2 separate regions of the Mus musculus genome follow, and region 2 is linked to region 1. The links are chromatin contacts, called in public HiCAR-type maps. All regions are on one chromosome and are shown on one strand. The core of a region is the stretch at or near the end of the contact, and the rest is flanking DNA. Distances in the headings are between cores, read along the strand shown.

Region 1 (6,196 bases), core at 3,153-5,652:
AATGTCTTTACAGGGCTAAAGTAATCTTTTTCCTTATGTTCAGAACATTTACCTTGCCCATCTGAAGAAGCTCTACCATTTCACCAATTTGTATTCAAACCCATCAAATTAACAGTTACTATAATGGGACAACTAGGCGATAAAGTCTATCATTTGTGATTTTGTTTCGTTTTTGTTTTGTTCCAATAATGAGTAGAGGGTAAGAAGAAAATGAAAAAGAGAACATATGGGATGCTAAGGTTCAGCGTGAGACAGAAGAACATCAGCAAGAGATCTGGAAGAAGATTCTCAGGGTCCAGTTATGGGTTCAGTTATGTACCCTATAATTTCCTATCTAGGACATCAGGATAACATCCCAGCAGTCCTAAGGTACAAGATGTACTTAGAATATCAACACTTTGGAAAAAATGGCGGGCATGGTATTTCCATTTGGCAAAGATCAAGATTCTCTTTCTACTTTTGATATGAAGCAGAATCCATACCCTTATATACAGATGCTAAAAGCCTATTGCTACACAAGCCTAGTGATACCTGCCCACAATCCCTAGGAGGGATGAAGCAGGAGAATTACAAGTTCAAGACCAGCTTCCAACTTAGTAAGACCCTGTCCCAAATACACAGTAAGAAGTGTACTTAGTACTTAGTAGCTCAACAGAAGAATGGTGTAGGCCCTCATTCAGTCCTCAACACCAAATATTAATTGACTAGTTAGTAAATTAAATTAAATAAAAAGTTTTTATACTACCTGTCACATTAAATTGCAAGTAAGGCAAAAATGTGTCATAAGTTCTATCAGAGAGGGTCACTCTATCTCTGCAATGAGCAAGACTGAGGCTAAAGGAGCAACAATAACAATGGCTAGTGGGAACTTCTGGCTGACAATCATAATGGTTCTGCAAATGCTGCTACCCAGCACCCAAAATCCAGCAAGATAGACAGGTACCATTTCAGCATCTCTGCTGGGATCCAGCACAAGGGACACAGCCTCACTAGCTGAGATGAATGAAGTGATTCGCCAGGATTTGTAATGACAGTGGTCATTACCTGCTGAGAGGTGCTGTGGAGTGGCCACTGTTTAAATGTTTGATCTATAATAAGCTGACTCATCCCGCTAACTCTATGAGGCAGAATCAGTAAGATCTCCACTTTAAAGAAAAGGAAACTAGGGTGTGGAAAGGCTATGGTACTTTGCTCTCAAATGCCTACTTAGTAAGCTACAGAGCATGTCTCATTGGTTTCCAAGTTTATTCTCTAAACTATCATGTCTCAGGGAAGTCACAAAACAAGAGGCTTTCCCTACTAGCCAAAGGAACCTGTCACTTCACTGCCTTTGTAAGCCCAGGGGGTGGAGGTGACTTCTCACTTGACCCTTCTCACTCACTTCTGGACTCTGATGTTGAAGACTGAGATTCTTTCACTGTTCCTTATGGAGTGCAAGTGGATATTTGAAGTCTGGAAGAAGTAGGTACAGTCTAAATCATGGCTGGATGTGACGAGATTCAGAGACTCTGGGGTCTTGAAAAAAAATATATATATATACCCTAATGGTCTTTTTTTTTCCTGATTGTAAAGCCTTCTCCACTGTGTTCAGTCTGCCCAGCCCCATTCCTGAAGCACCTTCCTGCATGACCAAGTCGCATCTTAAAACCAGAATCTAAGTTGATTGTGGTATTGCTGAGTTGTAGCTCCAATAAGGACTTTGGCTTTGTTTACAGATTCTCCCTAAGGAACACGTGTTACTTATTCCATTTGGAGAAGAACATGTTTTTAAAATGTGTTCTTAATCAGATAGCTAATTCTTGGTCCTTCGTAGTTTCTAAATATTCAATTTTATAATTATTTATTTTTAATCTGGCTCCTTCAAATGATATTTTACTTACAAAAGATCCAAACTATCCTAGGCTATCTATACTATCAGTAGGCACAGAGCTTTGTTGAAGGCAGTCAGAGCCTATATACAAGTCCCCTAAAAGTTTCCAAACAACTTGTCACAGCATAGATATCCTATAGATGGTTTCATGAGAACAGCAATCTTCCTTCAGTGTCTACATAAACAGCAGGAAACCATGCCCAAGCCCCAGAGCCAAACCCAAACTCTCATTTCCTAGCTTGAGATGCTGTATTTTTGTTTTTCTAAAAGGGATTGTCCAGCTGGCTTTGTGACTGCCCTGGTTGCTGTCTCAAACCCTTTTTCTATTTTACAAATTCAGAAGAGTTGGTGATCATTCTGTCTTTGTTAAGACAGGAAATTCATGCTTCCCACGAGGAGTTGTCTTTTAGGCCTGACCTAGATAAAAACTAAATGCCCTCCCTGCCTCTGGATTCTTACATTCCTCTGGACTCTTAGAACAGCAGCAAATGCCTAGGAAGGAAGTGTGCTTTAGCGTGGGGTGCAATGAATTTCTGAGTCTTCTTTAATTAAAAAGGGATTTGGGGAATTTATTTTACCAAGATCCTCAGATAAGTCACAGAACACTTTTTTTTTAATACATGATCTTGTTACCAAGATCACTGGGAGATATTATTAAGGGTTTCATAAATATTTAGAGAATGACAAAGAATGTTAATGATGCAGGACAGAAAAGTTCCCTTCCCCTTAAAAATAATTCAGACTAATGGAAGACCTTGAAAGACATTGCAAGCATTTCATTCCAAGCCTTGAGCACATGATCTGAGGAGGGGCTGCCAGATAGAAGCCCCTCATTAACCTCTTTTATGCTTCAATCACGGCCTTGCCTATCAAATGAAATCCAAGAGGGATGACCTGTAGGGCATCTTTCCCAGACCATCTACGTGTGTTCATAAAGCCGTATGAGAAGATGCCAATGCCGTCAACTCTCGGAACTTCTGATATTTTCATCAGAAGAGTTTTCGTAGTGGCTGGCGATTAACTGCATGATACCATCTCTGTCTGTCATGAACTCATGTGCACAGACAAGTATTTATGCCAATCACTTTACCTGGCCATCAGGTCAACAAGACTATCACCTAAGCCCTGCCAGTTACAGGATCATTGTAAATCATGCCCTGCCCCTGAAAGCCACAGGATTTTCATTATAATACATGATAATAAAAGAAACAATGATAAGATCTGATGCATTATTACTATTGGGGGCTTTATTTGGTAATCTCTTGAGACTGAAGTGGAGATACATGAGAGAGAAAATTTATCCTCAAAACTGGTAACATTCTTTATAGTAGCTGATGGAAAGAAATTGTCACCCCTTGGAAAAAGAAAACCTTCTATTCTAGTTTGCTTTCTATTGCAGTGATAAAACACCATGACCCAAAGCAACTTTAGGAGAAAAGGTTTATCTAGCTTATAGTTGTATTCCATCACAAAGAGAAGTGAGGGCACCAACCAAGACAGGAATCTGGAGGTAGAAACTGAAGCAGAAGCCACAGAAGAACGCTGCTTATGGGTTTGCTCCCCATGACCCACTCAGCCTGGTTTTTTGTCTGTTTGCTTTTTCACAATCCAAGACCTCTAGTTAGATAGACCCTCCCACATCAACCTATAAGAAATCTGATGGAGGCATTTCCTCAGTTGATGGTCCCTATCCTAGATGAGCCTAGCTTATGTCAAGTTGGTAAAAACTAACTAGCACATCTTCCATAAATAATGCTACCAAATTCCATGAGTAAATTACATAAATACCATAGATTGTTTAGGCTACCTCAAAACATAACAGTATCCCCTATCATAAATAACAATATAGATCGAATGACTTAAGCAAATATATATGTGTGTGTGTGTGTGTGTGTGTGTGTGTGTGTGTGTGTGTGTATAAAATAGCTGTAAAGTCAAGAAGTCCAAGATCAGAGTGCCATCACAGTTGGATCCTGGAGAGGAGATTCTTCCTAAACTCAACACAATATCTTCTTAGTGTCCTCATGTGCCAAGGAGGAGGACAGGTACAGGGAGAGATCTCTATACTCTCTTCTTATAAGGACACTGGTCTTAAAATGTGGGTCCCACCCTCATGATTCTATTTAAATCTAATTATCGTCTATAGTCCTCATCTCCAAATACTTTGATGTAAGGTGAGAGCTTTAGCCTTTGAAGTGGGACTGGTAGAGGATGGGGCAGCAACAATTCAATCCACAGCAACTTATTTGGCAAGAAGCAGAGACTCTAAGTGTACATGTGAATTAAGACATTAAAAAAGGGTTATTAAAGTGTTTAATATTAGGAGGGTCTTAGCACTTAAGAAAAAATTATGATCCAATCTAATGATTGATTGGTAGTGGTGTGTGTAGGGTACAAGAAATCAAACAGAAAAAAAAATGTGAGAAGCAGGGAGAGAATGATCATCTAGTGAGACAGACAACAGAGCAAGCCGGGAGAACATTCCTTTGAATAGGGATTGCCCAATATTCAAGCCTAAGTCTGTTTACACTTGTTTTAGTGAACACTCCTCCCACTCACCCCTGTTTCTCAAAGTCCCAGTTGATTTTGCAGCACACAAATGTGCTCTGTGGAGCAATTCTTACTAAGTACAGTACTTAAGGAAAGGACCTAGGTTTAAACTCTAGCTTTCTATGAGCCAGAGATAAATGTAAGCTGGAAAGAGCATCCATGAAAGTAGAAAATTACCCATTACCCCCTAGATCGGTGCATCTCAAACCCTCATCTGAGAAGCTTCTGTTTGCAGTAGATGTTGACTAACACAGACCTGCAACTGACTGAGGTAAAAAAATAAGTGACCATAATTCTGAGTCCCAAGTGGAACATATATACCAAACCCCTCTCCCCAGGGCTTAGGGACCACTGCAGAACAGAAGGCAGAAAAAATGTAAGAGGCAGAGGCAGTGGATGAGTAGGCAACCCTGTCATAGGGACACAGAGGAACAGCTGCACATATGAACCCACAGCAGTTTTGACAGCAGTCACAAGGTCTATGCAACTCATGTTCAACCAAATCCCAGAATGCAGAGGGGAGCACGCACATAATCCCATCCCAAGCCCAGGAAATACTAACAATTGTGAGCTGCTGAGAAAGGAAGGGTTGGTTTTCTCTAGGAACACAGACCCCAGTAAGTCAACCATGCTTCAGTGGAAGACTACACATTCAAAAATACTCAAGCAACACAAATTGGCCTTGGTGGGAAAAACAAAAAGACATAAAGTTGGATGGATGGGAAAGGGACATGGATGTAGAAAGAGTTTGTGGATGGGGTGAATATGCTCAAAATATACTGTGTAAAATTCTAAAAGAACTAAGAATTTTAAAAAGAAAGGGAGGGAGGTAAAGAGAGAGAGGAAAGAAGGGAGAAAAGAAAGAAAGAAGGGAAGAAAGAAAGAGAGAGAGAAAAGAGAGAGAGAAGGGAGGGAGCGAGGGAGGGAGGGAGGGAGGGAGGGAGGGAGGGAGAGAGGGAGAGAGGGAGAGGGAGAGGGGGGAGAGAGAGAGAGAGAGAGAGAGAGAGAGAGAGAGAGAGAGAGAGAGAGAGAGAGAGAGAGAAACTGGAAAAGATAGGTGACTTGAAGATTGTGTCTTCTCTTATAGACACAATCAGAAATCAATACTTACCTGACTTGCAAGAAACAGAGTTCCCTCAGCTAACAGAGGGTAAGCAGGAAAAATATTACAGGTATTTTATTCAATGTGGATGAATATGAAGATATAATCAGGACAGGCTAGGTGGAAAACAGAAATCCTTCCCTGAATATTCTACAGCTGTGTCTCAACTTTCAATTTTCTCCTAAGGAATTCCCAGAGAGGCAGCTGCCACATCAGCTGTTCTGTGTGTCTCCTCCTAGTGTTATCAAGAACACTTAAAGGATCTTTTCCAAAATTAACATACGCATAGAGTTTGTTTGTTTGTTTGTTTGTTTGTTTGAGGGTGGGAGAAAAAGAAGAACGTCTAAATAATTGTCTTTTCTTATCCTTATATGATCTAATATGAACAAGTGTTTGCAAAACGCTTCTTCTTCAGAGGTATGTGTCACTCCTCCAAGTCCTCATGAAAGAGGAATCTGAATGTGAAGGAGGAGAGAAAACCTTTTATTTATTCCAAATATTTCAGCTAATGAAAATGTCAATTTGAACTCCCTTTCATCAGGAGCTCTGCACCCTGCCTCTCTAGCAGAACCCTTGGCACGGACACTCCTGGTGCCTGTGGGACTCTATGAGGTCCACTCCCTCTCCACGTTTCTTATTACCAGAAACCCCATCACCCACTGAGACACAGAGGC
Region 2 (6,901 bases), core at 3,491-5,990, 250 kb before region 1:
TGTGGTCTGTTTATCTTCATAAGGCCATGGCAAGCATTTCACTTCTCGGCAGAGATAAAAAACCAACCAACCAACCAACCAAACAAACAAACAAACAAACAATAAACAGTATTCACCATTCTTTTTTTTTGTTATTTTTATCATATAAATGATCTCGTTCAATTCCCCAAACTGTGAGTAAAAGACTATGGAAAGAACAGTGGAGAGTCATTATAGACCTTGTCCAACATCACAAGGCTGCTTGGCAGACCCAAGACCGGAACCTGAACTCAGGTTTCTTACATTTCAAAGTTAGCATTCTTAATTCCAGACTGAGCTTCTCTGAGTTTACAGTCCAGTGACTGGCAAGCATTACAGCGTTGGAAAGCAGAATGGCCAACAGTGAGGGGGCCTCTGGCTGTCTCTCAGTGCCAGGACATGGATCTTTGAAACAAGACCTTGTGACTTCCAGCGGGAGTGAGCTGCAGTCACAGGTCATCTTAGTGAAAAGCTTGCCTTTCATCCTTCCTGCAGGAGGAAAGGAAGAACAGGGGCCATGCAAACTCATCCCTGCTTGGCTCAAGTCCTCAGAGTTCCTGGAGGGACTGTTGGATGACTGGGGCTGGACAAGGTTCCTAATCCCACAACTTAGAACTTTGCTCACAGCATCTGTCTTTACAACAGGCTCTTTCAACTGCTGGGGAGAGTCTTATGTCATGTTCTGTTGCTACCTGACTGCAGTTTCTAGCATGTGGCCTTCTGTTTCTGGCAGATTGCTTTTTTTTTTTTTTCCCTTTTGCTCATTCTTAAAAGGGAATATACAGCCAGGCAGGGAGCCTTTGATCTTTAAAGGTACTCTCACCCCTAGCTCTTCAGAGAAAGAACTTCTATCAGTCTCTCTGGTGCTCTATGCAGTAGCATGCATACCTCCTGGACATAAAGCTCTTTTCCTCTCATGGTACTTGTTAGTGTTGGTGAGTCTGGGGCCAGGGGAGGAGGGGGCTGATGCAGGAGGTTGAGATGCTGTGTGGATAGACTAAATACTGAGGCTCAGCCTCAGGTGATGGAGTTGCTGCTTACTGAGAACTCACTCCTTGTATGTCTATTTTTATTTATATTCTCTGAGCACAGCTGAGTGGCCTTAGAACAGGGGTGGGGGGCAACCTCTCTCCTGCCCCTGAGCACCACAGAAAACAGCAGAGGTGGCAGGCATGACAGGTGCCTAGAAATCTCTCTCTTGTAAATGCAGTCTTTCTGTGTTTGAAACAGTTAATTGAATACCGTTTACATTCATAACACTATAAGAAATCATGAGACCCCGTGTGCAGTTGTGACAGCTGGAAAGTATTTGTCAGCCATCTTCCTGCATGGGACCTGTGGGCTCTTGCTGGCCCTCCTCTATCCCTATAAGCCTATAAAATACATTTTCTTCTGCTGACACTGCAATGTGAACTCTCCATAGCTGCTTATTCCCACAGCACCTGTTAATAATGCCAGGAGGAATGTATTTCCCTCCCTGTATGCTGTGCCAAAATGTTTACATAATTCAGCTTATTTCAGAGTTTAAAGACCAGACATAAATCCTAAGCTGGCTGTGTCCTTTCCAACTGCTCCAGGAGTTTGTTACAATAGTGTGTGTGTGTGTGTGTGTGTGTGTGTGTGTGTGTGTGTGTGTGTGTGTGTGCACACGCGCAGAATCAGGCAGATTGTTTTCCTCCAGCCATTTTTAATAAAGAGAGAGGTGCTCCTTTGGGTCTCATCTGCTCACTGTTTGGACAGGGGATATCAAAAGTGAACTGTTTTGCAGAGTATGGCCAAATACTAGATCGTGTTTTCAGTGGGACATCAGTTTTATGGCTAATGTCCTTAAATTAATGAAAATCCACTCTTAACATGAATATCTCAAGATTATATTTATAACTCATGTCTGAATTCATAGCATGGATCAATGTGTATTTTGTACTTTACTAATCGTATAGATTTGGTTTATATTTATTATAGTGTCAGTTAATTCTCATGAGAATTCTGTACCTCCCAAATCAAAACCTATGTTTTACCACAGACAAACACAAGGCATACTAGGATTCTATCTGCCCCAGATCACACAGCTAATGTGCAGAGGGGGTGGGATTTATACTCTGATGAATTGCACGTGAAGCCAAGACTCGAAAGAAAAAACAACTAGGAAGAGTCGCTTTCTTTTTGCTTTGTGACGTTAAGGTTTGGGTCTCCTGAGTACTAGGCAAAGCCCTCTGCCCACTGCGCTTCATCTAAGTCACCCATTCTGACCTTTAACAGAAAATCCTTAATCCTGGCCCCCTCCACACCTGGAATTATAGGCCTGCACAACTAGATCCGGATCATGCTTTTTCTAAGACAGTTTTCTTGGGCTGCTACAGAAGGAGAGATTGATAAGAAGATATTGATAAGGAGACGTTGGTAAAGGTGCCTAAATGAGACTATTTCTTGATAAGTCATCTTTGGAACTTAGGCACTCATAATACATCTGAAGAGGCCAGGAAGTCCTGCAGTAAAGTGACCAACTTAACACATAAAACTGCTTAATTACACGAACCCAGAAGTCTGCAAACCCAGTTGAAAGCAGTGCACCTTTTGTGGCAGGCATCCACTAACACCTACACATATAAAGGCTGGGACACAATGCGGGAGACATTGTGCTCACCCAGGCTGCTTCCTGGCTAGGCCGACTGCCCTCAATGCTGGTCCCTCCTCTCTCTTCTTTACATAGTTTCCAAATGCTTCGTAAAGATGACAAATGCATCTTATCTCTCTCCACCCCAGGCCATTCTGGATTCATTCATGCCAGAAATTACTTAATCTGCCTTCCTAGCAGGGTCATCTCTCCTCCTTCTACACATTTTGAAACTAAGTAAGGCAGAGATTAATCAAAGCCCAACCTGTTTATTCAGGTTCCCAGAGAGGCAAACACTATATTTTCATCTCAAAGCCCCCACTCATCCAGCATAACCCTTTGCTTGAACAAACATTTTCATGAGGCCCCACGTAGTAACCAAGCCAAAGGAATTGGTCACTTCCTCCAGAAAGCATTTGATATCATGTAGATGCACCGTGTTTCGAAAATGTTGTAATCCCTGGGCAGAAGATCCAAAGAAAAAAGGACGAATCATCCCAAAAGTTGGGAGGAAAAAAATATTTTGGTAAGAGGTTGTTGCTCACTAAACACCAAGCACTTAAAAATAAAAACAATTGTGTGTACAGTCTAAGCATTGGACGGTTTCTTAAGTTCTAACAGCATTCGGTTTCCTTCCAGATGCCTCGGTTGTATAGATAGAGCTAGGGTGTTGCTGGCCAATGTCTTCCTATCAGTTAGATTCATTCAGTGTGGCTTACATGAATCTGGGTGTTCTATATTCCATAGGCAGGCTCTCCTAGTTAGCTCAAGGTCAGGAATATTTAGCTATAATTGCTATATTTTAAATGCCAAATGAAATGGTAAACACACACACTCTCTCTCTCTCTCTCTCTCTCTCTCTATCTTTCTTTCTTTCTCTCTCAAAAGAACTGTGTAGTTAAAATTCACTAAAGATATAAACTTCTGTTTCAATCCCTTTTACTGTTAACTACTAAACTTACACATTTAGGTACCCTGGGAAGATTTGAATGGAGAATTGAGGAACCCAAGTTTTACCATTTGGAGTGTAGGATATTAGCAAAACCTGTGAACCCCTCCTGACATGAGCAATTTAAAACCATGAAGGGAGATGCAAGCTGGCAAATTATGAGATCAACAATTGACCCAGAGTCCCGAGAGAGAATATAGAAAATATGCATCTAAGATCAGACGAAAGAAGTCAACACCAAGTTGGTAAGAAAAATTAGACTCTCAGAGGACCTGATTCTCTCTGTACTGTTTTTGCCAATAGCCCTGGATCAGCCATCCCTTTGGGGTGTGGCCACTGATGCTAAGAGCTGAAGCCAAGAATAGCTCCATCTGTTATGTTTCTGGTCACTCTGCCTTTTCTACTTCAGAGAAGGCAAATGTGATTTAATTTTATAGTTTCTTAAAGCTCAGTTGGGCCAGAGAATTTATAAAGAACCAAATACATGGAGGCCCAAACAGGAGTGTTGCTGTGAGTTCAAGGTCAGCCTGGGCTACATAATGAGTCCTGGGCTAGCCTGAACCACTGGCTCCAAAAAAACAATACAATGCAGCAAAAGTGATAATGGAAAGGAACCAAGAGGTGCAGAACAAACATGTGTTTCTTAAATGAGAACAAAATTACATGTTGTCTATCAGCTGGATTAGTAAAAAAGTGATATAAGCCACACCACATATGGATGGTACCACTGCATGCTATGATAATCACCAGGGTCAGCTCACCAGCAAGGCTGTCATGAGTCCAGTATAATGAAGGGGCTGAGCCATGCTGCCGTATGCTTTTGGCTGAGAAGGCAGACCATCCTTGTAATTAAGGATACTGTAGAATTTGCTTTCATTGGACAAACCTGAGTTTGCTCTCTCTTTGGAGAGAGCAGCATCTGTGAGCACATTTTTGTTTTTTTCTTTTTCATGGGTATTTGGCTGGCTTTTTGATGCACAACTTACTGAAGTCTGCTATCATAGCGTCCCAGAGCCAAAAAGATCCCCAAGGGCTGTGGAGGCTGCATGTCCATGCTGTACACAAACAGGGTCATGACAGTCACATCTGGCCATGGCAGCTCATTTATACAGCTGCAGTACAGAAACCCCCGCTTCGCTGGACTTGCTGTGTCAAACATTCCACAGAGCCCTAGCCTAAGAGAGATGCAAGGATCCCCTGCACAACACTGGGTCCTACCCATCCAGGTTATTCACGGGTGCCCAGACCATGCTGTGTTTTACGATTGCGGAGGAACCACAGTTTGCTGTGACCCTAGAATATTCTCATCTAATGGCATCATGCCTGAGTTTCCAGCCAGTGGAGCTCATCTTCTGGGTACAGGGAGTGCTTTTTCAGCCTTTTTTGTCCTTTTAGCACAAAGAACCCTTTTATACATCAAAACATTTTACAGATCTCCCACATAACAGTTATATTTTTAGTTTCTAGTGACTGCAAGAAGAAGCAACACAGAAAAATATCTATTAGAAATCTTAGTGGTGCTTTTAGATGGATCCATAGCTAATAAACTATATTGTCTCTATCCTTTTGAAGAACAGTCACCTATATATTTAAGGGCTGTGTTAGGCCTGGTGATAAACATGGATTCCAGGATTCCTAGATCCACAGTAGCATTCCATATTTTCATCTCTGACACACTTTTATCAAGATTTACGACCCACTGACCGGGACCACCATGCTGACCTCTGTTAATGTTTTATAAACTCATGTTCAGGGGAATGCTAATTCAAGGAACAAAATAAGCTTGCAAAGAAAAGGAAGTTTGAGGAAAGTTTCGTTAAGTCACTTCTCCTAGTGAACAAAGACACAAAAAAATTCTCAATAAATGACTTGCAAAGCACATTTAGCACTACATCACAATTGTTATGTATCATGACAGAGTTGGTTTTATGCCAAGCATATAAGGATAGTTTACCTATACAAATCAATAAACATAATATAGCCTATGGCAATTAATTACATAACCATCTCAATAGATAACAGCAAGTACTTTAGACAAAATTTAAATCCCTTTATGAAGGAAGACTTGAGAAACAAGGAACTGAAGGAGTGTATCTCAAGCTAAAAATGACTACATATAACAAGTCTTTTGCTAATATCATAACAAAATGGGAAAACTGAGGCAATTTCTTCTAGCATCAGAAAAAAACAAATGATGCCCAATTTCCTCACTGTGCTGGATGTTGCTCCAAGTTGGGGTTGCCAGAGAAAGAAGACAAACACAGAACATACACACACACACACACACACACACACACACACACACACACACACACACACAGAGAGAGAGAGAGAGGGGGGGGGGATTATCACTGGGTAGACTCAGATCTCTGTTGGAGAAAGCTCAACCAAAAGCTCAGCATATTTATTATATACCAACTCAAAATGCATATGAAAGTCCAAAATAACCTGAATGACCAAAGAAATCCTGGAGTCATCACAACACCTGATTTCAAGTTATATTATAAAGCTATTAGTAACAAAATACAGCCTGGGGCTGGCACAAAACAGATCCATATGCCAGTGGAATATTGATAACCTAGAACCAAAGCCACATAGATGTATGCACCTCATTTTTGACACAGGTATAAAAAACACATTGGAGAAAAAGACAGCCTCTTTAACAAACTGTTGTTGGGAAACTGAATCTTCACAGGTAAAAGAGTAAAATTAGACTCATCTCTTTCACCCTGAATAAAAATCAATTAAGTATGGATCAAAGGTGTCAAGATAAGATTGCTTGGATAACCAACAGCTAGATACTAGATAGCCACAGGTAAAAACCAAACACTATTGGTCTAAAACAAAGAAGCAAACAAAAAAACAAAATAAAAAACAAACAAAATGAAAAAAACAGCTCTCAATGGAATGACTCCTGATGGTCTTCTGTTGTACTCATCGATCTGTGGCCTGACGAGCCATCATCAGAGAGGCTCCCTCAAGCAGCAGATGGGAACACATGCAGAGAGCATGGCCAAGCATTTTGTGGAGAGAGAGTCTAAATGGGAAGAAGTCTTCATCAAATTCTGCCCCTCAGAGCTCAGGGAATCCCACAGCAGAAGAGGTAGAAAGATTCTAATATCCAGAGAAAGTGGAGAACACCAGGAGTATAAGGCTCTCTGAGTCAAATAAACAAGGCCCAGTTGAGGTCACAGAGACTGAAACAATAAGCACAGGACTTGCATGGGTCTGCCAAATCCTCTGTGCATATGGTATAGCTGCTAGCTTGGTTCCCCCCCCCCCCCCGCCACCCCCCAGACAGGGTTTCTGCCAAGAGCCAT

Evidence for each region. HiCAR-type assays count read pairs that join an accessible place to other places.
Region 2: a HiCAR-type map of fibro-adipogenic progenitors shows a contact between it and region 1, with 4 times the contacts expected there. The contact joins two enhancer-like sites. A contact is called at or near these places in 6 of 484 Hi-C or Micro-C datasets (adipose-derived mesenchymal stem cells, nephron progenitors and uterus) and 1 of 115 datasets of contacts at active chromatin or transcription factors (fibro-adipogenic progenitors).

The regions. Positions count from the first base shown.
Region 1 is chr9:51,406,382-51,412,577 of GRCm38.p6, reverse strand. No RefSeq gene overlaps it. Among named protein-coding and RNA genes, the nearest start is that of 1810046K07Rik, 81 kb to the right of the region's middle. Within about 2 kb of position 4,402, at least 14 of the 459 cell types and tissues checked have an H3K27ac peak or open chromatin away from gene starts, as enhancers often do. A contact at or near this core is called in fibro-adipogenic progenitors and uterus, where this site is marked.
Region 2 is chr9:51,659,115-51,666,015 of GRCm38.p6, reverse strand. No RefSeq gene overlaps it. Among named protein-coding and RNA genes, the nearest start is that of Arhgap20, 100 kb to the left of the region's middle. Within about 2 kb of position 4,740, at least 17 of the 459 cell types and tissues checked have an H3K27ac peak or open chromatin away from gene starts, as enhancers often do. A contact at or near this core is called in fibro-adipogenic progenitors and uterus, where this site is marked.